Regions from separate parts of the Mus musculus genome. Here all the other regions are linked to region 2. The links are chromatin contacts, called in public Hi-C and HiChIP or PLAC-seq maps. All regions are on one chromosome and are shown on one strand. Each heading gives the region's core, a stretch centred on a gene start, on an enhancer-like site or on the middle of the called end of the contact. The rest is flanking DNA. Distances are from core to core; before and after follow the strand shown.

Evidence for each region. Hi-C and Micro-C count contacts between places; a contact is called where the count stands out from the background. HiChIP or PLAC-seq counts read pairs in DNA pulled down with a chosen protein or histone mark.
Region 1: a contact with region 2 is called in a Hi-C map of liver, with 2.3 times the contacts expected there. The contact joins the promoter of Sucla2 here to the enhancer-like site in region 2. A contact is called at or near these places in 4 of 484 Hi-C or Micro-C datasets (embryonic stem cells, liver and nephron progenitors), 1 of 115 datasets of contacts at active chromatin or transcription factors (heart atrium) and 2 of 9 other capture datasets (adipose tissue and pancreatic islet).
Region 3: a contact with region 2 is called in an H3K27ac HiChIP or PLAC-seq map of heart atrium, with 8 read pairs. The contact joins the promoter of Nudt15 here to the enhancer-like site in region 2. A contact is called at or near these places in 3 of 15 datasets of contacts at CTCF or cohesin (CD8 T cells, embryonic stem cells and pro-B cells), 6 of 484 Hi-C or Micro-C datasets (the G1E-ER4 cell line, cardiomyocytes, embryonic stem cells and 1 more) and 1 of 115 datasets of contacts at active chromatin or transcription factors (heart atrium).

What each region holds. Positions count from the first base shown.
Region 1 is chr14:73,551,445-73,554,144 of GRCm38.p6, forward strand. Sucla2 (succinate-Coenzyme A ligase, ADP-forming, beta subunit) reads left to right here and starts at 1,342. Exons shown (of 11, transcript NM_011506.4): 1 at 1,342-1,453. The coding sequence starts at 1,364.
Region 2 is chr14:73,631,399-73,634,098 of GRCm38.p6, forward strand. No RefSeq gene overlaps it. Among named protein-coding and RNA genes, the nearest start is that of Sucla2, 80 kb to the left of the region's middle. Within about 2 kb of position 1,408, at least 51 of the 459 cell types and tissues checked have an H3K27ac peak or open chromatin away from gene starts, as enhancers often do. A contact at or near this core is called in heart atrium, liver and pancreatic islet, where this site is marked.
Region 3 is chr14:73,523,934-73,526,633 of GRCm38.p6, forward strand. It overlaps Nudt15 (nudix (nucleoside diphosphate linked moiety X)-type motif 15), which reads right to left and starts at 1,316. Exons shown (of 3, transcript NM_001360484.1): 1 at 1,127-1,316. The coding sequence starts at 1,281. It overlaps Gm41209 (a long non-coding RNA gene), which reads left to right and starts at 1,369. Exons shown (of 3, transcript XR_874819.2): 1 at 1,369-1,613; 2 at 1,904-1,976.

The DNA.
Region 1 (2,700 bases), core at 92-2,591, 80 kb before region 2:
AGTATTTAGTTCATTTCGATCATATTCACCCATTTTCGACTTTTGTTTCTTAATTCTGCAGGCTTCACTTTCCTGTCTCTTCTTTGATGGCTGAACACGTTTCATTTGGCTTGCTTACAGGAACACAGGCTACGCCACTGAATGAATGCACTCCAATGCCAACCATTAACTTTCAACCAATCCTCAAGGAGGGGGGAGGCCTCATGAGACCATTACCCCCTCCATGAAAGGATGCTGCTGATGGGTTTCACGGCTAGTGGGGTATCTCCCCCCCCCCTGTGAGTTGTAGAGTAGTCTGGAGTTCTTTAACTTCTCATTGTAGCTTCCATTGGGATGGGATTGCAGGCATAAACTATCAGGCATGCCTTGGGGTGGGTATATTTTAAAGTTAGCATACAACTCATAGGCTTTCTTACAACTCATAGGCTTTCTTACACCATTTTTATAGTAGTTTTGGTTGATCCCTTCCTTCTTTCCCTCACCGCCCTGTTCCTTCTTACATGAGTCTTATTAGTTACTGTGCCTTCACACAAACATATTATTGTGTCTTCTCATGGGGCCCTCTATAGTTTCTGGCCTCTAATCCTTGCTCACACATAAATACATACATATAAAAATTTAAAGATAGCATATTTAAATTTGAGAGAACATGTAATAGGTCTTTCTGGGTCCTGGGTTACCCCATCTTTTTCAGTTCAAATGTGATAGTATTTTCTTTTCTTTTCTTTTAATATGTATGCATTGTTGGATATATGTATGTGCACGTGTGTGCTGGTGCCCAGGGAGGCCAGAAGAGAGTTTCAGAGCCCATACGCAGTGGTGAGCTGTCTGACATGAGGCTGGGAATTCAGCTGAGTGCCACAGCCGTACCAGCTCCAAACTACTAAGCCATCTCTCTAGCTCTCTCAAACACTTTGTTAGGAGTGTTTTCAGTATGGGCGGCTTCAGTAACTAGTGAGTAACAGTCTTTTGAGTATCAGTGGCACTGTCTTTATTATTTTGTGTTATGTTTTATTTTAGTATCTATTGTATCCTAAAGGCTCAACGCATACATTCGCTTTCCCTAAGTAACCCCATTTCACTTGTGAGGCCACTAGGGCTCAGAGAAGGTAAGAAGACTGAAGTAGCAGCGTCACAGTTCTCTAGGAAGCGTTCTGATGGCCCCTTGTCCACATGTCACTGAGGTCAAAGTTCTGAAGGCCAAAGTTTGCTTTGTGCCTGCCAAACCCGGCTCCTCCGGCAGCGACGGGGTTAACGCGAGGCCCCGCCCCCGAGGATTGTCCTTGTCTCGGGCCGGGAGCGCCCCGAGAGCAACTGCGTCTCTGCGCCTGCGCGGTGCCCAGGGGACGGGTCGGACTCAGAAATGGCGGCGTCCATGTTCTACGGCCGGCAGTTGGCCGCGGCCGCCCTGAGGAGCCACCGGCCGCAGACTACGCTGCGAGCCGCCGCCCAGGTAAGCTCGCCCTGTTCGCTTTGGCCGCGGGGGTCGGCGGGCAAGGCTCAGGGGCGCGGCCCAGCTCCGGGGCTCTCAGCGGCGCTGGCACGGCCGGGATGCCCTGCTCTGCACAGAGGCTGCGGGCCAGGGCTGCGAGCTGGCGCTCGGGGCAGCTGGGCTCGGCTCCGTCCCCCGGCCGCTGGAGGCCCGGCAGGGCGGCCTGGCAGTCGGCCTCACCTGCGGGAGCCTGCCGGAGCGATCCCAGAGGGGACGGGGGCTGTCCTTGCCCGGGGCCAACGCTTCCGGACCCCCTTTGGGTAAGGGGATGCCCTTCAAGTGTACTTTGAGGTCCAGCAAACTGTCGTAGGTGGGAAGGACTTAGGAACACCAGCAGAGCTGATCTATCAGTCAGTCCTGGTAGTGAGTACTGATAACGAGTTCTTCAGTTTCCCAGCTGATTAGATGGGAGAGTAAGGATTAGATGGGAGAGTAAATCTTTTAGAGGATTTCACTTCTGGACAGACTCTAGTACCTATTTTGCTGCTTTGTTTCTCGACATTTAGGGAGTGTCAGATGTTGTCCTAAGGTCATTAGGCTTGTCAACAGCACAGGGGTTGTCATTAAGGCCAGTAACCATTGATGACGATCTGATGATGGCTCAGAGAAGTACTTTGGCCTAGGAGACATAGCAGTCTGAGACAGAACTGAGGTTTAGTTCCACAAGGGTCCATTTCTGAAGCTGTGTGCTTGTTGTGTCTGTTCTACAGCATTCAAACACAAAAAGTGGGTACTGGGAATGCAGTTTATTTGGTAGAGGGCCTGCCTGGCATGTAGGAAGTCCTGGGTTCTATCCCCAGCATCCTTGTAACCTTAGCACTTAAGGTGGAGGCAAGAGAATGAGATATTCAAGGTCATCTTTTACATACATAGTTCAAGGCCAGCCAAGGCTTGTCACTAAATAACAAAGACAAACCAATTAAACAACAACAAGCCCCAAACAAATTGGCCCTCAGTGTTAGTACCTTAAAACTTCAAGAGCGGGATTAGCTTTCTAAGATAGAGTTTTGGTTATGTTTTGAAGTAACTAGACACATCATAGGTGGATAGATTTAGCCCCCTCCCTTCCTTAAATAATGCTGCCAAGTTTTAAGAGGATAAGGATTTAGTGAACAAATAGGATTTTATTCTAATAGTTTTTAATCTATTTGAAAATTCCTTTAAGAGAGATGCCTTTGCATCTATGGGATGCTTGATAAATTGTCTTT
Region 2 (2,700 bases), core at 158-2,657:
ACTATGATTGTTTTCAAAGAAAGAAGAACTGATAATAAGAACCAATGGATGGAACAGAAGCTGGGTGACAGAGATTTGCTTCCTTACAGGAGGCACAAAGGTGTCCAGAGATACTTTGTAACTTATCTAAGGCCAATGGAAAAGATGGCTAGGGCCAGACACTCCAGTCTTTATCAGAACCTGGGCACATGCTATGCTATGTATTTCATTAACAACCGGCTCACGCCCAGTTTCTAAATCTCCGCAGGGATTGTCCTTAGAGGACCTAAAACTGTTTGCTGTCCCCATGGTCAACAGCCAGCTGGTGACTGGCAAGCAGGTGTTTAACCTGAGGTGACCCTTAGGACTTGACACATATTCTGGCTGTGGTTACAGGGCAAAGGTGAGTTTCAGACTTGCAGAGTCAGTTCCTGAAAGTAACTGCCAGTTCTTCTGGAGAAAGGACCCTGGAATGGTAAACCACCGGCTTTCTCCACATGAGCAGGACATAGACAAAGTGAATGTTTCAAAAGGGACATCAGGGGAAAACTGCTCTGCCCTGCTCTCCATCTGGCGCCATGCTGCCATCGCTGGGCTTAGAGCTTTGTCACTTGGAGAACTAAGTGCTCAGCTCTTCTGACAGAGGGGCTCTGTCCCTGGACCACCTGGTAGTGCTGGATTTCCAAGTTGGTGGGTTGGGGGGGGGCTTTGATATTAAGGGTGCTCTCTAGATTCTACGATACTTTTTTCTTCTTCTTCTTTTAGCATGGATGTTGGTGTGAGGATTTGTGATGATGGAATGGTTTCCCAAGATTCCCAAGCTTGCCACCTCTGCCAGGGCATTCAGTCACAAAAGTACAGCAGCCCCGGATCTTTCTTCCTGTCTTCCCTCTCTTCCGCATTATCATATATTTATGTGCAGTCAGAGCTTACATGTATGCATTAGCCCATCTCCATACTTCTTGGGGGCATATCTGAGAATATTATTGAAATGCTTCCAAACCTGTTCTTTTTTTTTTTTTTCTTTTCCCCATAATGCAATTTAAGGCCTCAGTGAGGGAAGCTGTTTCAGGGGGCAGACTTGGAACTGAGTTTTCTCTTTCCATCATTATCTTGAAGCTAGGGGTTCCTCACAGGGAGCAGCCTTGGCTTTTGTAGGGCGCTAACCCAAGTATGTGGATTTCTGTGGGTTGCCTTTCTTCTTTCTCCATCCAGTGGTGGCTTATTAGTGTCTCACCCGGACAGGAGCAATCCTGATCAAGGCAACTCTCTTTGTTGTTTGAGAACCCGATGACATGTGTGAGAAAGGAAATCTTGGATTTTGGCTGAAGTTGGACTTCTGATTGACCCGTCCTTTGAGTACACTCTCCAGTGCCTCTGACCTTGGAGAATTAGAAGTGTTTTGCCAACGCCTCTCGCTGTGACTGGCATGCAGTCAGTGTTTGTTGTACGGAATTGTTTCTGATTAGTCATGGCACCGAGCCCGGGCAGACTGGCTGAGCATCAGAAACATCATGGGGTGGCTTCCTGCTGAGGAAGTCTTCCTGGGCAATGTAAGTTTTAGCGGTTGGTCTTGATACCATCTGCACTTGTGGTAAAAGTACCATGGACTTCGACTTCAACAATAAGGACTTATTGTCTCAGCTCTGGAGGCTAGAGGCCCAGATCAGTGAGTTGGCAGGATCAACTTCTCCCAGGGCCTCTGACCTTGGCTGGCAGATGGCAAGTCTCCTTGTCCTCACATGCCCTTCCCTTGAGTGTGGCCTCCTCATATTAATTTCTCTTTTTCTTTAAATGGCCATTAATCTTTTCCTGTTTTTCTCCCCTTCCTCCTCCCCCTCCTCCTCCTCCCCTCTCCTCCTTTCCCTCTTCCTCCTTTCTCTCTCTCTCTCTCTCTCTCTCTGCCTCTCCCTGTTTCTCTTTCCCTTTCTCCTTCTCTCCTTCTTCCTTTTTTCTTTTTTGAAACAGGGTTTCTTTGTATAGCCCTGACTGCCCTGGAACTCAACTCTGTAGACCAGGCTGGCTTCGAACTCAGAAATCTGCCTGCCTCTGCCTCCCAAGTGCTGGGATTAAAGGCATGCACCACCACTGCCTGGACCTTCCTTCCTTCCCTCTTCCTTCCTTCCTTCCTGCCTTTTTTTTTTTTAAATAGAGTCTTAATTATATAGCTTTGGCTTTTTAAAAAAGCTTATTATGTAGACTAGGCTGGCCTCAAACATGTAGAGATCCATCTGTCTCTGCTTTTGAGAGTGGTGGGATTGGAGGTATGCACCACTATGCCTGGCCTTTAGTCCTTTTCTTAAAAGGCTGTAAGTTAGATTGGACAAGAGCCTATCCATAGGATCTCATTTACCCCTAGTGACCTCTTTAAAACCACTGTTCCATTCTGAAATACTGGGGCCTGGGGCCTCAATAGATGAGTTTGGGGGCAAGGAACATAGATTGATGCATATGCCACATACATTTTTTGTACTTCTGAAATCAAGGGATCAGGAACTATCAAGATAGGAATGAACTTTAACCACCAATTCCTCCAGACTTATCTACAGACCAGGAACATTGAGAGAATATTGATGTGCCCAATTTTGTGCAAATCTCTCTCTCTCTGCGAGTGAGTGTGTGTGTGTGTGTATGTATGTGCTCAGCTGGGGAACAGCAAGGCCCAATGATTCAGATTGTCTTCTATGTCTTCAGAAATAAGGATTTCTGTTTGTTCTGCAT
Region 3 (2,700 bases), core at 66-2,565, 110 kb before region 2:
AAACCCAACAAAAACCACTCCCCAAAACCCAAAACAAAACCAACCAACCAAACAAACAAACAACAATAAAAAACAACCCAACAACAACAAAACCCAGGCTTCTGAGTCAACTGTACCCAGGAAAAAAAGAAACATTAATTAATGTTCCTTTCGGGTTGTGTTTTGAAAGTGCATTAAATGCCTTCCTTATGCTTCAAAATTCCAGTTTAAGCCTAAAAATTGAGGCAATTAGGCAACAGAGAAAGAGATGATTAGCATTAAGGGGCATGCAACACTTGTACTTCCAGGCCACATAGGAAAGTACAGGTTACCATCAAGAGGAAGGAAGTTGTCAGCCTGGTAATGTTTCCCTGTCATGGAGAGCCAGTGAGAGGCTCCTCCATCCAGTGAATCCATCACGCCATAATCCCAACACTCAGAAAACTGAGGCAGGCAGATCTCGGTCTCTTATAACTAAATAAGCCTATTAGATAATAGTGACCCAGATAATTACATAATAGGAAGTCTCAGATTTCCTTTGAAATTGTCTACAGAATCAAGTATGGTGCTTGTTAGATAAGGCGTAGGAAGGCTTGAAGCTTTACCTTCCAAGTGTTTTATAACACTACATTATTTTATATTACTATACAAGACTAAAGGAAATCACACCGAATCTGGATGTCTTAGATACTTTTATTGTATTTTAAGGCACACTCTCGGATTAGAACACATTTTTGAGCAGAGCCAGGGTTTCTTCACGATTGCACAGAAACTGACTTAGCTACCCTTCCCCCTTTGTGGGACTGACACATCCACATCGCAGAAGCGGCGGGGCCAGCCTCACAAAACTCTGATATATTTAAATCTCATGGGGCAAAAGGAAAAGTCCCAGTTAACATCCACTTTCTCTGTAAACACTAAGAAATACAAACGACTTCCACTTGCAGCCAGGAGAGGGCAGAGCGAGGACTAACGGGGCCCGGGTACTGGCACAGCACCCCCTCCTGGCTGGATCCCGGAGGACACCGGGGCCGTAGAGAGCTCGCGGAACTCAACTGCGCACTGAAGCGCGTCACACGGACCGAGAATGGCGTGCGGACTAGTGATATTCCCGAAGCTTCCGCTTCCCGGAGGTCGTCCTGCTCACCCGAATTCCAAATGGCCCCCAGGAAGCTGGAAACTGCCGGCTCCAAACGATCCTTTCCTTTTCCCCAGAAGGACGCAGCGAGGATGCTCGCAGCTCAGCACCACCACGCCGACCCCAACTCCTGGCCGCCGCCTCGGCTCTGCGTTAGCGGCCATAGCATTTGGCTGACCCCGGAAGTGACGTTGAAGCTGTACGGGAACCGGCAGGAGCCTCGCTGATTGCTCGCTGAGTGTTGTGTCTCACGAATCACCTGTCGCCTGGTGCATAGATCATGCAGAAACAACCATATAAATAACTAACATAAGAGTACTGAAAGATGATTTGGGGAAGTAAATGAGACTAATTAAGTTTCTTTAGGATAAATTCATATTTTAGAGAAAAACAAATTATAGTAGATAAAAATATACATCAACTAAAACTGAAATATGAAAAGAAAAACTTGGGGAAATCAGCTGTAACAAGATTGACATCTTAAATCTTTGGACGGGTGGGTTTACTTTAAAAGTATTACTTTATTTCTACTAATGTGTGCATAATTTTAGAAACCCAATAGTACAAAACTGCCCAAGGACAGACACTATCCCTTTTAGCCCTGCTTCCAGAGACAGCTTTAACTCTTTGAAATGTTAGTTTTTATATTTCCACACATATATCTGAGTGTATACTTAATTTGTATCCTAAGTAATTGTCTTAGTGAGGGTTTCCGTTGCTGTGAAGAGACATTATGACCAAGGCAACTCTTATAAAGGACAACATTTAATTGGTGCTTGCTTGTAGGTCCAGAGGTTCAGTCCATTATAATCAATGCAGGAAGCATGGCAGCATCCAGGCAGTCGTGGCACTGGAGGAGGTAAGAGTTGTATATCTTGTTCTAAATTCAAACAGGAAAAGATTCAAACAGCAACTGGGAGAAGTATCTCAAAGCCCATCTCCCACAGCGACACACTTCCTCCAAAAAGGCCACAACCACTCCAACAAGGACACACCTCCCTGGGCCAAGCATATTTAAACTACCATAGTAATCCATTAGAAAGTTTCAGTATCCATTAGGTATGCTTAGCAAAGTCCTAAGTTTTGCCAATCAACGAATGTGCAAATGAATAGACAGTTTAAAACGAGAAACAAAAATAATAACTATTTTTAAAAGTGTTGACTATCTCCATTGAGGAATTGAGATGCCATCTGTACTGGCTGGTTTTGGGTGTCAACTTGACACAGGCTGGAGTTATCACAGAGAAAGGAGCTTCAGTTGGGGAAGTGACTCCATGAGATCCAGCTGTGGGGCATTTTCTCAGTTGGTGATCAAGGCATGAGGGCCCACCATGGGTGGTGTCATCTCTGGGCTGGTAGTCTTGGGTTCTATAAGAAAGCAACTTGAGCAAGCCAGTAAGAAAGATCCCTCCATGGCCTCTGCATCAGCTCCTGCTTCCTGACCTGCTTGAGTTCCTGTCCTGACTTCCTGTAGTGATGAACAGCAATTTGGAAGTGTAAGCTGAATAAACCCTTTCCTCCCCAACTTGCTTCTTGGCCATGCTGTTTGTGCAGGAATAGAAACTCTGGGCAAGATACCATCT